Regions from separate parts of the Gossypium hirsutum genome. Here region 2 is linked to region 1. The links are chromatin contacts, called in public Hi-C maps. All regions are on one chromosome and are shown on one strand. The core of a region is the stretch at or near the end of the contact, and the rest is flanking DNA. Distances in the headings are between cores, read along the strand shown.

The links. A called contact is a pair of places that touch in the nucleus more often than the background predicts.
Region 2: a contact with region 1 is called in a Hi-C map of leaf, with 4 times the contacts expected there. The contact joins the promoter of LOC107919490 here to the enhancer-like site in region 1. A contact is called at or near these places in 4 of 34 Hi-C or Micro-C datasets (callus and leaf).

The regions. Positions count from the first base shown.
Region 1 is chrA08:113,084,403-113,091,427 of Gossypium_hirsutum_v2.1, forward strand. No RefSeq gene overlaps it. Among protein-coding and RNA genes, the nearest start is that of LOC107944519, 38 kb to the left of the region's middle. Within about 2 kb of position 4,514, at least 3 of the 9 cell types and tissues checked have an H3K27ac peak or open chromatin away from gene starts, as enhancers often do. A contact at or near this core is called in leaf, where this site is marked.
Region 2 is chrA08:113,187,888-113,195,061 of Gossypium_hirsutum_v2.1, forward strand. LOC107919490 reads left to right here and starts at 4,441. Exons shown (of 65, transcript XM_041074825.1): 1 at 4,441-4,566; 2 at 4,697-4,851; 3 at 5,568-5,671; 4 at 6,204-6,338; 5 at 6,448-6,498; 6 at 6,940-7,034; 7 at 7,122-7,174. The coding sequence starts at 4,755.

The DNA.
Region 1 (7,025 bases), core at 3,264-5,763:
ATTATTTATTTTTAAGGTTAAAAGTTAGTCTCTATTCGTCAACAAGAGATATATGTGACACATCATGTATAACTGTTTGGTTATTCTATCAATTATGTCAGTTTTTAACAATACAAATAGATAGAATTTTAACAGAAAAACTAATTTGCTATCTAATCTAATCTAATGCGTAAAGATTAATTTACCTATTTTTTAAGTAGATGAAATAAAATGTAATCTAATTTTTAATATAGAGCCTCCACAATATGTTTATCGTTGATTGTTAAAACATGGATCATTAAAACAAGTAGATGTATATAATTTTCAGTTACAAAATTATGTATTGATTGAAACTTTTATTTTTGGGGGGCTAAAAACGTGTATGCTGAGCTGATCCAACTAAAATTATCCAATTTCTTGGTCTACTATCATGACTTGTTTATATATATATATATATCTAACCCAAACCTCCAAATCTTCCCCAAATTTCTTAATAATGAAAGATTGAAAATGACCGATACAAAACAAAATACAAGGTTAGTTAAGCAAGCCTGAGGAGATAAACCAAAGAAAAGCAGCAAGCATAATGATAATAATCAAGATTGGTGCTTCCCTTATGGTCCCTACTATGGCTTTTAAACCTTCAAACAGCTACAAATTGTCTGTCCAAAGGATATATTCCAATTAGTATGGCTTATCTCATTTGCTTTAATAGTTAATATCCATGGCTTCATTGACAAGGTGCAATTTGGGATTATTGTAAACAATAAAAATAAGTCAATTGAAGCAGGTGGATCCTGTCAAATTGTGGTTTCGAATCACACATTTGAACGTGTTTCATAAGGGATCATATTGAAGCAACCAAATCCAAACAAGTGACTCCAAAGCCACCCCAAAACCAAGCTTAAGTTTCCCAATATCTTTGCTTTTTTTTTTTTTTTGGCGCATTAGCCATCAACATTATAGCTTTGAATTTGATGATCAATTCCCCGATTTGTTTCTTAAATCTTCTAATACATTTTATTTTTTCAACTAAAAAAAAGAAAGAAAAATTAGTCACTATACATTAAATGAAAGAACAAACTGATCATTCTATTAAAACTTCCATCTATTTTTACTTTAAAAAATAGTCTTTATATGTTAGAATGATTTACACAGGACACACCACGTGTAACTATCTGGTTATTTCGTTAGCCATATTAATTTTTAACAATAGAAATTAATAATTTTTTTAACAAAAAGGACCTGTTTACTCTTTGATATAACATATATGGACTAAGTTTCTCAATATTTAAATAAAAGGAACAAAATGTAATTTGACTCTTAATATAGTGTCCTCCACGATATTTTTCTTATTAGAAATAATATGAAATATAAAGAGATTTTTTTGGGTTTTCAACTATTTGTTTGAATTTTCAAACTGTGTGTCTCAAAACGAAAAAGTAAAAGAAATTATTTTTCTTAGGGAAAATTTAAATGATGGACATCAATTTTGAGATAAAAAGAGAGTGAGAAAGAACCTAACCTAATCCAACTAATAAGACAAAAGAAAATGGTTAATTAAGCTGATTGAACTTTAATTTTTTTTTTCCTAACCCAAAAGCCACCACCGAAAGAAGAAGACAAATTGATGAAATGTCAAATCTTCATCTTCTTGTCATCTTTTATTATTAATCAATATGTTTATTTATTTATTTTTAAATTTGGTCCTCCATAATCTTTACAACTAAGAAAAACCCACCTCCTAATTTTGGGCTGTTGTTATAATGAAGTAATAAGCAATGGGCCTGATGAAACAGATAATATGTTTTAAAAAGTCAATAATTAATTAAGATTGAGACTCAGACATGGGGATTAATTAAAATACATATATTATATCCCCATAACAAACAAAGAGCAAGTACCAATGTACTAAATTTTTGCACTGAAAATACTTTGGAATTTTCAAGTGTCCCAAAGTCACATGCGCAGCACATGATGTGCTTGATTTCAACTGCCACAGTTCTAATTTTGTTGATTTTCAGATTTTGGAAGAGTTGGGACCCTTTATTGATAAAGACAATTTAGGCCTAATAGTAATGGGGACTGCTATATGGATCTGGTTCTTAATTTAGCCTATGGTTGGTCCAAACCTGCTTTCCTTTAAATTTCATGAAATAAAATTAGTTTTAAAAAAAATAATTTTATCCAGAGTATTAAGAAAAAAAAATTGATGCATGTAGTATCATTTCTTATTTGAGACTTTTTATTTATTTATATATATATTTAGGTCAAAAGAGATGATGAATTAGAACCAAAATGATTCTAAAATTTAGGCAAAATTGGTGCATGTTTTCTCTCACAAGTGAACAGTTTCTTATGATTGCCAACAAAGAAAGAAATCTTTTAAATTCAATTATCATTTGTTATACTTACTAGAAACAATTAATAATATTTCCAAATCACACACTTGCTTAATTGCTTATTATTTTGAGTTATTTATGAGTGGGACATATGCAATCTCTTTATAATTTTAAAAAAAAAATCCCTCCCTCACAATATAATGCACCTCAATCAAAGAAGAGTGAGGGGATGTTTGAATTATTTGAATTTGGAAGGATGGGAAATGAAAGAATGCAGGGTGCATGTGTTAGGGAGTTGGAAATGCCTTGGAAAACTTATCAATTCAAATATGGAAAAAGTGAGAAACCATTCAAACATATATATATATATATGATATTAATATATTTTATATTTATTTAGGACTTCTCGAAATATGAATTTAAAAATTTACTCAAATTTATTTATTTTAGGCTCGCTCATAGTATTGTATTATTATATGTTTTAATTTTTTGTGATATAATTTACACAATATATAAAAACAAATATATATTACAAAAGTATAAAATGGTTTGGATCAAGTCAAGTTCAAGCCTTAAATGTTAAAATCCCAACCCAATTCATATATTAAGTGAGTCTAATTTTTTTGCTCAAGTCTATTTTTCGAGCCTCATACTACTATCTGAATCCTTCCATATTTCGAGTAGACCTTCGAGCTTAGATTAGTAACTTGATCCATAAACAAGTTTATCCATGAGGCAATGGACTTATTCTTCAAGCATTTGAACCAAGTTTTGATCCAAATTCCAATCACGAAATTATTAATGTTGGGAGGATTTTATTTAAATGCTACCGCAACTTAAATAAGATTAATCTTTAATCATAAAATGGGTGAATACACATATCATTATACCAAAAAGAATTCTAGTACTCCAGCTATAGTTAAAATTTTACCTTTTGCTTTAGAAAAAGATTAAAGTCAAGCTAATTAACATTTCCCAATCCTCTCTAATGAATCTACTCTCTTAGTTTTTTTTTTCTATGGAATTAGGTGATTGATGATAAGGAAGAGAGGAGAGATCATCTAGGTAGGACTGACTTGAAATGGGGAAATGTGCCAAAATATATTTTTAAAGGAAAACAAGTGTGATAGATGAGAAGGAAAGCATGAATTATAGCCAAAAAGAGATGAGATAAAATGCAAGGCAACGTGGATGTAAAGGAAAGAAACACTGAAATATTATGCTATATATGAAATTGAAAGGTGGGGGGGGGGGTGTGGTGTGCTCTTGTAATTTTGTATTCAAGTAGGAGGGAAACATCCACAGCCTTTCTTTTTGAATAGCCTCATCATTTCAATAATTTGTTAATAAAAAAATGAAGTAGTAAATTTTGATTAGTATATCAAATATTTATTCATAAATAAATAAAGTTAAAGTTGTCCCTCTTACAATTCTTTCCCATCTATTGGAACTTTCTTCCCTATTAATCCTCATCACTTAAACCCTTTTTTTTTTCCCTTCAAATTAATTTTAATTATTTTAGGTGGTTCAATAAGGACACCATGAGTATTTTTAGTATTGCTCCAAATGGCCGAAAATAATAGATTATGGCTTAGCTTAAGGTAATTAGTTTTATTAGTCAAATTTCGGGTCATTACACCCTTGAAAATGAAATTGGGTGCTAACAACCACAATCAAACTAGTTTTATTTTGAACTATGTATATATTCTCCCTCAAAACAATATATAAAAGCAGAAGTTGGATATAAATATAGCATTTTATTTTGCATGACAAATTTGAAAAACTTTAGAGTAAAAGGAAAAATAAATTGCCACACTTGGCATTGCTTGATTTATTTGTTTATTAGGGAAAACAATGTTATCTTTGAAAAATGACCTAAACCAAACATGTCAATCTTGTAGGTTTATACCATTTCGAAAATGACTGAGCAATATGAATATAAACCCTTTTCAATGAAGCCAAAATTCTTGGTCGACCAAACCCTATTTCAAACTCAAACAATTTATTCTTTCTTTTTCTACCTTTTCACATGCAAGCCATGCATATATGCAGTTACCCTAAATTAAAGAAGTGATAATAAATGAAATAAAAGATGCCAATAAATCTTTGTATGTATCCACCCACACAGCAGGCCACCACAATCTGAGTATGGTGTAGTAGTGATTATTTGTTTGTTTTGTTTGGGGAATAATAGTTTTTTTTAGGAGGGCTGTAATAGGAAGAAAAGGTGAGAGAATCATTAGTGATAAGTGGAGATACAGACATAGGGAAAAGGATTTTTATTTGGTTTGTTGTTTGGAAGTGCAAATGTGTATGTCTGACGCGTGAACGTTATCAATGCTTCCCGATTTCCTAAGGGCTAAGAGAGAGACGTTAAAAGTGGTATATTTGGGAATTTAAGCGTAACATGCTCACCATCAACCTTTTCAAATTGGATTACTTCATTATTTTGGGAACTAAACATTATAATTTTTTTAATATTCTGGTTTGAATTTTTTTTAAGATTAAGTTCTAAATTTGATAAATATTTTTATATTAGAGTTTAAACTTGACAATTTTTTTTACATTGGGGACTTTTTTTTTGTTAAAGTTAGGCTGTGAACTTAGTAATTGTTCTCACATTAAGGCCTGAACTATAGGGTTTTTAAGGACTAACTTGGATAAAAATAAGTTTAAGTTCCAATATGGGAACATTTGCCAAATTTAGGGCCTAACTTGGACTAAAAAAAAGTTTAGACCCCAATATGGGAACAATTGCCAAGTTCAGAGCTTAACTTGGACAAAAAAAAATTCAGGCCTCAATGTGGGAAGAGTTGCTAAGTTCAAGCCCCAAAATGTAATTTAACCATTTCAAATTATATTAAAAGTTTGGTTTTTAAGGTGATAAAATATCATGGACGACTCTACACTAAGAGTCGATTGCATTTTGCCTCTCTACTAAAAAAATGAGTAGATTAGTCCATATACATTAGATAAAAGAGTAAACTGATCATTGTGTTAAAAATTTCATCAATTCTACTATTAAAATTTGGTCCATGTATGTCAGCATGAGTACACATGGCACGCCATGTGTTGCTGTTTGATTATTCTACTAGCCACACTAGTTTTTAACAGTACAAGTGGATGGAATTTCTAACAAAAAAGATCAATTTGCCCGTTGATCTAACGTAAACGGATTAATTTGCTTAATTTTTGAGTAAAGGGAGCAAAATGGAATCTGACTCTAGTACAAGGGCCTTTATGATACTTTTACCTTTTTAGGGTCCATTTGGATGGTCAGTTAATTTAATTCCAATGGGATTAAAAAAAATAACCATGAAAATAACCATCATAGACATTAAATTAAAATGTATATATATAATAAATCCTAAAATTTTATATTTAAATTATTAAAAAGTAGAATTAAATTTATCTTGGGTCAATTACAATTAAAAATTTATTGAAATTAGATTAATTTAAAATCATAATAATAATTGAAATTATATTTAAACTAAAAAATAAAATTAATAATAACAAAAATAATTAAGGAGTTGAAATGGTAATTATTTCAGTCTAGTACTTTTACTGGGGGTAACTTTTTGCCTTTCATTCCCAATGCAGTTGGGGTAAAAAACCCAATCCAAAAGGAGTCTTAATTTTCTTTTTCTTTTTTTATAGAAAGGGAAGCCTTTAATAATCTCTATTTTTTAAATCGTTCATTTTCAATCCTGAGATTATCAATTATATTTAAAATTTTGGCATAATCACAAAATTAACTCTCAAGTCTTTTTGCGATTTAAAAAAAAGTATTGTTAAATTAATAAAAATTATAAAATGAAGAACTAAATTTATAATTATAAGTAATTTTCAAATAGATAACGAAATTTTTTTACTTAAAGCACTGAAAACAAGGAACTCAAAAAGTAAAAAGATTATTTTGAACAAATAATAGTAGAGGGACTAAATCCACATAATCAATAAATATAATGACCACCCATAAAATTTAACCTATCTAAAATATTTATCTTGAGTAATTAGATGAAATTTAAAGTTGAGGGGAGAATATGCATATTAATGCATTGATGTACTTCATAACATACGTTTCTTATCTGATATGATAATCCATCATTGATGATCCTTGGCCGAGGTCCTTGTCCCACTCAGCGCCAACTCAAAGGCAATGGCGTAATATTGTTTCTTTCTTAGTTGATGGTTCCATTGCCAAACGCAAGCTGACGGCTGACCACCACTTGACCCGATCACCTCAACGCCCTTCCAATTTTCGACAAAAATGGGAATATAGATATGTTGTTTTCAATTTAATTCGGACTCTAATTTCAAAACTTTGCAACTCATAATTTTGTAGGTACATGATTTTATACTTATCATCATTCTCTTGAATATTTTGGATTTACATTTTCATATTATTGCGGGTTTTAACTTTTTATTTTGACATAAATAAATAAGTTTTATACTTTGTTTGGTTATTAATGTAATAATATTAAGAAAAAGTTTATTTATTATATATGTTAGTTAAGCATAAATAAAGAATAGTTAATGTAAATTAAAATCAAAATTAAAAATATGAGTAAAAACTTTTGTAAAAAATAAGACCTTTTTAAAATAAGCAAAAATTTCCCCTTTTTTTAATATAAGCCATGTGAGTCACTAAAAGTTATCAATTTAAATTAGTTTATTGCTAACTAATACTAAAACATGATGGAT
Region 2 (7,174 bases), core at 3,191-5,690, 100 kb after region 1:
GCTCGTTCATGGGCCTGGTATTGTTGGGCATAGGATGATATACTTTTATGCCACGTGTCTTCTTGCAGTTCAACATTAAGTACTCGTGGTTTCAACGAAAAATAATTAGGCTTTGTTATAAATTTATTAAATCAAAATTTGTCATTACTATGTTGTATATGAATTTAATTAATTCGGTTAAAACTCACATATGATAATTATATGAAATTTAAAAATTTATGTATATAATTGTATATGATAAGTTTCAAATTTAGACACAATACTTTTATATTTGTTAATGTATTACGATTCTATTGACAATATCATCTAGGATATTAGCTATTCTCCATTTTCGATCTCCCGAGATTTATGACAGTCACGAATAACCTCCTTTGAGTCTAACTCAACAATCAACTCTATTGCCAGCTTTAGACCCTCTTTGACAGCATAGGCTTCACTTCAGCTCGTAAGGCACTATGAACATGCACCTTTTTGGCCCCATCACCTAGCATTTTACCATTAACGTCCAGGGAAATAATACCAAGAGCCTTTTCCTTTGTTGCTTCTTTGAAAGCTCCATCGCAGTTCATCTTGACAAAACCTTCTTGTAGGGCCCTGGACTTATCAGCAGAACAGGAAACATTGTAGTGAATTTTATTCTTAAATTGAAAAGAACCTAACACTACATTCATGGCAAAGGTAAGTTTATCAACTGTACCCTTATTATCCACTTCCTTTTTTTCCAATGACACGTCGCGTCTGCCTTTCCATGTATACCAAACAGTAAATGGCACCCATACTTTATCCTCCACCAACAGTTCTTTACAAGACAACACCTTAAAAAACCATTTATCAAATTTGCAAATTTTATCCCTTTCGATTTTGAGACCATTCTAACCAACAAACCAAACCCCACGAGTCCATTCACAGCCAAAACACATACGCTCAATAGACTCCTCCTCTTGCTGACATATTGGGCATAAAGGTTGAGAAACAACTCTTCTTTTAAACAGATTTACAAATGTAGCAATTGAATCAGTACACAGCTTCCACAAAAAATGCTTGATTTTACTTGGAACCTTCAAACTCCAAAGAAGCTTCCAATGCTTTTTGTTGATTTGTCTAGAAGAGGAAGGCTTCGAAGCTCCACCTTAAAGGGAATATTTCTTCAACTCAGAATATTAGATTTAACAGATTAAGTTCCTGTATTTACATATGGACATATAAGTGAATCTTTCCCTTTGATTGACAAATTGCGACTTCTTTAACTGCACACCTTGCCTCATAAAAAATCCAGTTACCAATGGGCTTATCCTTCCATACCCTTTCCTCTTTATTCATCCATTCCACAACTTTTTTTTGGAAAGTACGTGCCCGCACCAGCTACAAGTTCAAGAAGCTTAGCATTTAGTTTAGGCATCTAGTGGTCACTCCAAATAGACACCACAATCCCTTCCTTAACCTGCCAAAGTAGTCTATCTTTTAAAATATCTCAACCAACCAATACACTGCTCAAAATCATGACGCTCTTGAACCCCTCACAACATCAATAAACTCAAACATGAGGAAAATATAAGGCCTTCAAAACCCTAGCCCACAACGCATTTAGTTTTTGAACCAATCTTCAGAATTGTTTGGCCAGCAATGCAATGTTGAAAGCTTCAAGATCCTTGAATCCAAGTCCCACGGCCATTTTATCCATTGTTAAGATTCCCAACTCCTCAAATGCACCCTACTTTCATCCTTTCTTTGACCAAACCGAGCCGTAGCATTATTGAGATCAAAACAAAGTTTCTTTGGCCATTTATAACATGCTATACTATAGATTGGGACAACACATTCAACTGCTTTCAAAATAACTTCCTTACCACCCATTGATAAGATTTGTTGTTTCCAACATTGCACCTTTGTTCAACACCCTATCTTTAATGTTAGCCCAAAACTTTACATCTGATTTTACCCAATAAACCCAAATATTAATCTGGACATCTCGCTTTTGGAATTCCCAACACAGCGACAATTTCAACTCTGATTCTCATGTCCATATTTGAGCTAAAGACAATATTGGATTTGTCTCGATTGACTGATTGCCCCGAAGCCTTCCAAACTGTTCAAGTAAAAGCATAAGCTCTTGAGACTTTCTCATCTATGCCTTCAAGAAAAATAGGGAATCATCTGCCAAAAAAAAGAAAGCAAGAAAGATGGGAAACCACTGGACATAGACTGTTAAAGTTTGACACTACTTAGGTGATGTGCTTGTGTTTCAACAATAATCATTCTAGACAGAACATCCATGACAAACAAAAATAAATAGGGCAGTAGAGGCTCCCCCGCCTAATACCTCTACTAAGAACAATCTTATCTGACGGTTTATCATTTACAATTAAAGTATACCACACAGTCCTAACACACTCCATCACCCAGCCGACCCATCTAACATCAAAACCCAATCTCAATATCACTTCCTCAAGGAAACCCCATTCCACACTATCATATGCCTTACTCATGTCTACTTTTAGTGTCATTTCACCATTCTTCCCCTTCTTCTTAAGCTTAAAATAATGAAAAATTTCTCTACCACTATATTATCATGTATCTATTTGTCACTCACACAAGGACTTTGATTATATGTCATAAGTTCTCCCTGAAAAGATTTCATTCTATTCACCAGCACCTTCGTTATTATCTTATAAACAAAATTATACAAACTTATGGGTCTAAATTGCAAGATCGTTTTAGGGACTTATACTTTAGGAATGAGAACTATATCTCTACAGTTCATCTCTCTACAAAGTATACCACTATGAAAAAAAACTACCTACTGCTTTAATTACATCTTCCTTTACAACCTCCCAAAATTTTTGAAAGAAAAAACCATTGAAACTATCAAGCCTAGGAGCCTTGTAAGCACCCAACTGAAAAACCGCAGCTCTTATCTCTTCCTCCGGAACTCTCTTAACCAGCTACTCGTTCATATAAACAGAAACCACTTTAGGCACATAATTAATCGTATTTCCCCACTCCCTAACACCATCGGTCCGAAAAAGACTATGGTAAACCCCCTAAACTTTTTAATAATATCCAACTCCTCATCAAGCCAAACACTAGATTCATCTTTAATACGTAACACCTTATTGAATTGCCTCAAGTACTTTGTTGTTTGATGAAAGAATTTGGTGTTCTTATCACCAAACTCCAGCCATTTAACTCTAGAATACTGGAACCAGTATTTCTCCTCTAGACTCCAAACCCTTTTCAATTCAACTTTCAGTTCATACTCCTCTGAAAAATCTCAATTTTCTCCAACAAATAATCAATAACAACCCTATTATTCCCAACAAACACTCTTGCTCCACTGCATTAAATGACATTTACACCTTTAAGTTTCTGCAACAGATAAAAAGCATGAGGACCCATAAAAAACTGATCCGAACCCTCTTTTATAATTTCCTCACATTCGTCGAGATCTGCCCACATCAATTCAAACTTGAATCTCCTTGGAGCCTGTCTATCTTTACGATCAGTAGTCAAAACGATTGGGGAGTGATCCGAACCTACAACAAAAAGATTAAACACCAACGAGTCTGAGAACATATCCAGCCATTCTTTATTAACCAGAACTCGATCAAGCCGCTCTCTAATCACCTGCCCCTCTATAGAGTTGAACCAAGTATAAAATTGACCTTTAGCGGGCAAATCAATAAGAGAACGACCTTCAATAAAATTCTGAAAACTTCTTAAACACCTATCTGCTTTCATTTTGCTCCCATTCATCTCTTCTAAGTCCTTAACATCATTAAAATCCCTTATACACATCCAAGGGCCTACAACGGTTCTAGATTTTCGTATCAAAATAACCCAAATAACTTGTGTGTCATGAAACACTAGTGCTTTATAAATCTAACATATCCGAGAGCTTTGTCCCTTACCCATATCACAAACCAAAGTATCAATAATGTTTATATTAGCAGCCATTATTTGAACTTTAAGACCTTCTTTCTACCATAAAAATAACCCTCCACTAAGACCATTAAGATCCACATATTCTCCATAATTAAACTTCAGCCGAATCCTTAACTTATTTACTTTACGATTTTAAGAATAACAAAATTTAATTTAATAATCTTAAAAAGATGAAACCTAAAATTGAAAAAGTAAGAAATACATAAATTAAAATATAAAAACTAATACTAAGTAATAACAACTCAAAATCTTTCGAGCAAAAAAAAGGGCAAGCAAAAATATATCCATTACTACGATGTAGATGAGTTAACGGCAAACGTTTAACAAAGCTTAGGTGTCAAAATTTGCAAAGGCAAAACGGCTGCGCGCCACCGCCTTTCTTATAATGGCACAATAGTAATATTGGGGGAGAATAGTACCCTTTATTCCAATCAGCTGAGCTGTAAATACCATAACTTTCGCATCACATATTACAGAAACCAATATTGAGTTGCCACTGATTAAAAAAGTCAAAGTCAAATAAACAAGATCTACATGAAGGACTTACCCATGGACTGCTCTATAACTGTAACGACTCTCCCTACTCTAGCGTATTCCAGTCAGTCACTACCTTCCATTCAAAAGGTGCTGGCGTGTTTTTGAGAAAAACCCACACCTTTTTTTTTTTTTGTGTAACCGCTATTTATTCAAGTTTTCTTCCTTCTTTCCTCAAAAATTTACAATGTTTTACATTTTAGATTCCTTTTATGAACAGTATCTCGCATAGTTCAGATTGAAGATTCCAATAAAGAAAAAGAAAAAGAACAGGGAAGATGTTGGAGGATCAAGTGGCGTACCTCTTGCAGAGGTATTTGGGGAACTATGTCAGAGGTCTCAATAAAGAAGCTCTTAAGATCAGTGTTTGGAAAGGTTTGTGTCTTTTTTCATCACTTCGTTTTTTTTATCTGTTGGGTTATTGTGTCTATTATCGAAAATGTTCATTAAGGGTTTTTTTTTCTTGTTTATGCTTCTTCTATTGTTTTTTACGTTTAATTTGAATGTTTTATTCTGTCATGTGATTTAATCGTGAGTGAGTGTTTTCGAAATTGGTTTGTTTTGGACTAATTATTTATCTACTTTCTGTTTTGCTTAATCTTTTATTGTGGATGGAAATGTTGATAGAATCAAGACAATTTTAGTATTGGTTCGAAGTGATAAACATGCTATCTAAGACTGTTAATTAATTTTTATTGGAGTTATAGGCATGGGTTATGAGCATGTTTGCCACCATGATTTTAAGAGTTCACTTCTGCTTGGATGTCTATTATCTACTAACGTGAGTTCCATTTGATAAAAATTATACTCCACCCAAATGTTTAGAAGGGGCAAAAACTTGAAAAAACTTTAGGACATTGAGGGAAATCTAAGAAAGAGTTTGAAATACTCGACAAACAACATTAGATTGAGGTTGCTTAAGATATGATTGGGAGATACAAGAAGGTTTTAAAGTTGATTGGTGAAAGTGGTATGGACTATGATGTTCAAGACTTATCTTTCAAAGATTGTGCAATTTATTTGTATGTTAGTTCCCTTGGATTCTGTTGCTTTCTTGATATCTTCACTTAACTTTCTCAAATTTAAAACAGGTGATGTTGAGCTAACTAACATGCAACTGAAGCCTGAGGCACTTAATGCATTAAAGCTGCCAGTGAAGGTCAAGGCAGGATTTCTTGGATCAGTTAAACTTAAGGTTTGTGGTGTAGCTATTGTTGTCTCAAATTCTTATTATTAGGCCAGGCTCTATGTTCTTAATTTTTTAGACTTGCTTGCAGCTGTTTGATGAAATATAAAATACAAAATAGAGTGAACAAATTATAATCCTAGATCCATGAGGGTGAAATTTATGAGGTTCAGAAACTAATTCAGGTATGAAGTTATTGTTAAAGATGGTTGAGACGATGTTGGTGGTACAGTGACTGTGTGGAAGTGGTGGCTGGGTGGTAATATGCTACACCAGACATGTTTATGATGGAGTTGAAGTGTAATATAATAAAACTTTTAGTGTTGCATGGCGTTTTTTTTTTTTTTTGGGGGGGGGTGTTTATGTGAGGAAGTCTGAGTGGGGAGATGAGATTTGAACCTTGGAAGTTAATCCTCCGGCTCCCAAAGAGGGGGCAACAACTCCAGCTTAAGTGATTGGTGCCAGTTTTGACATCATGTATAGTTCTTCAAAAGTTTGTTGCATTCTTGTAAAGTTCCTATGTTTTACATGCTGATTTCAGGTTCCATGGAGTAGGCTCGGCCAGGATCCAGTTTTGGTTTACTTGGATCAAATTTTTCTATTAGCTGAACCTGCAACTTTTGTTGAAGGGTGTAGTGAGGATGCTATCCAAGAAGCTAAGAAAAACCGAGTACGGGTAAGACCGGGTGAGCAGTGTGTTTGTTAATGTTAAACGTAGAAGAATAAGATGTGGTTGAAAATTAAATTTATATATTTACTGATTTAATCTTTGTTGGTGATGATAGGAAATGGAAATGAAGCTGTTGGAGAGAATGCATCATTTGAAGTCTGAAATGGTATTTTGATGAGATTGTCTATATAGTACTTTTGAAAATTGAAATAGTGACTGTAATTAGCTGGTCATGTTTCTTCACATGGTTATATGCTTGAACAGTTAGGCTTTTTACCTTTTAAACTTTATTTTACCTTACATAAACTTTCTCCTTTATGATCCATGAACTCTTATGGCCTTGATAAGGTTCAGTGTTTACAAATATTTCCAACCTTTAGAACTCACAGGTGCTATGAGGTAGGGTAGACTAAAAGCTATGTTTTATCTTCTGTATGCAGAGCTCAACTGTATTCTACTTCCTTTTCCTTGATTCTGCATTTAACTTCTGAAATTTGCAAATATTTATTGTGCACGAGTCAAAAAGTATTGGTGTTTCGAATCTTTTCTTCAGACAACTTTATATTTGGTAGCTAATTATGATAAAAATCCACCTTTGTGTTTGAAGAATAAATCATGGTTGGGATCCCTTATCAGCACAATAATTGGTAACTTGAAGCTCTCAATATCAAATATTCACATCAGATATGAGGATCTTGAGAGGTAAAGTAAAGCCTAATGGTTAATGTTCTATGTTTTTAACAATTCATGTGGAACTTACTGGTGTTTTCTTGCCCCTTCCCATTTTAGCAATCCTGGCCATCCTTTTGCTGCTGGCCTTACATTGGAGAAACTCTCAGCTG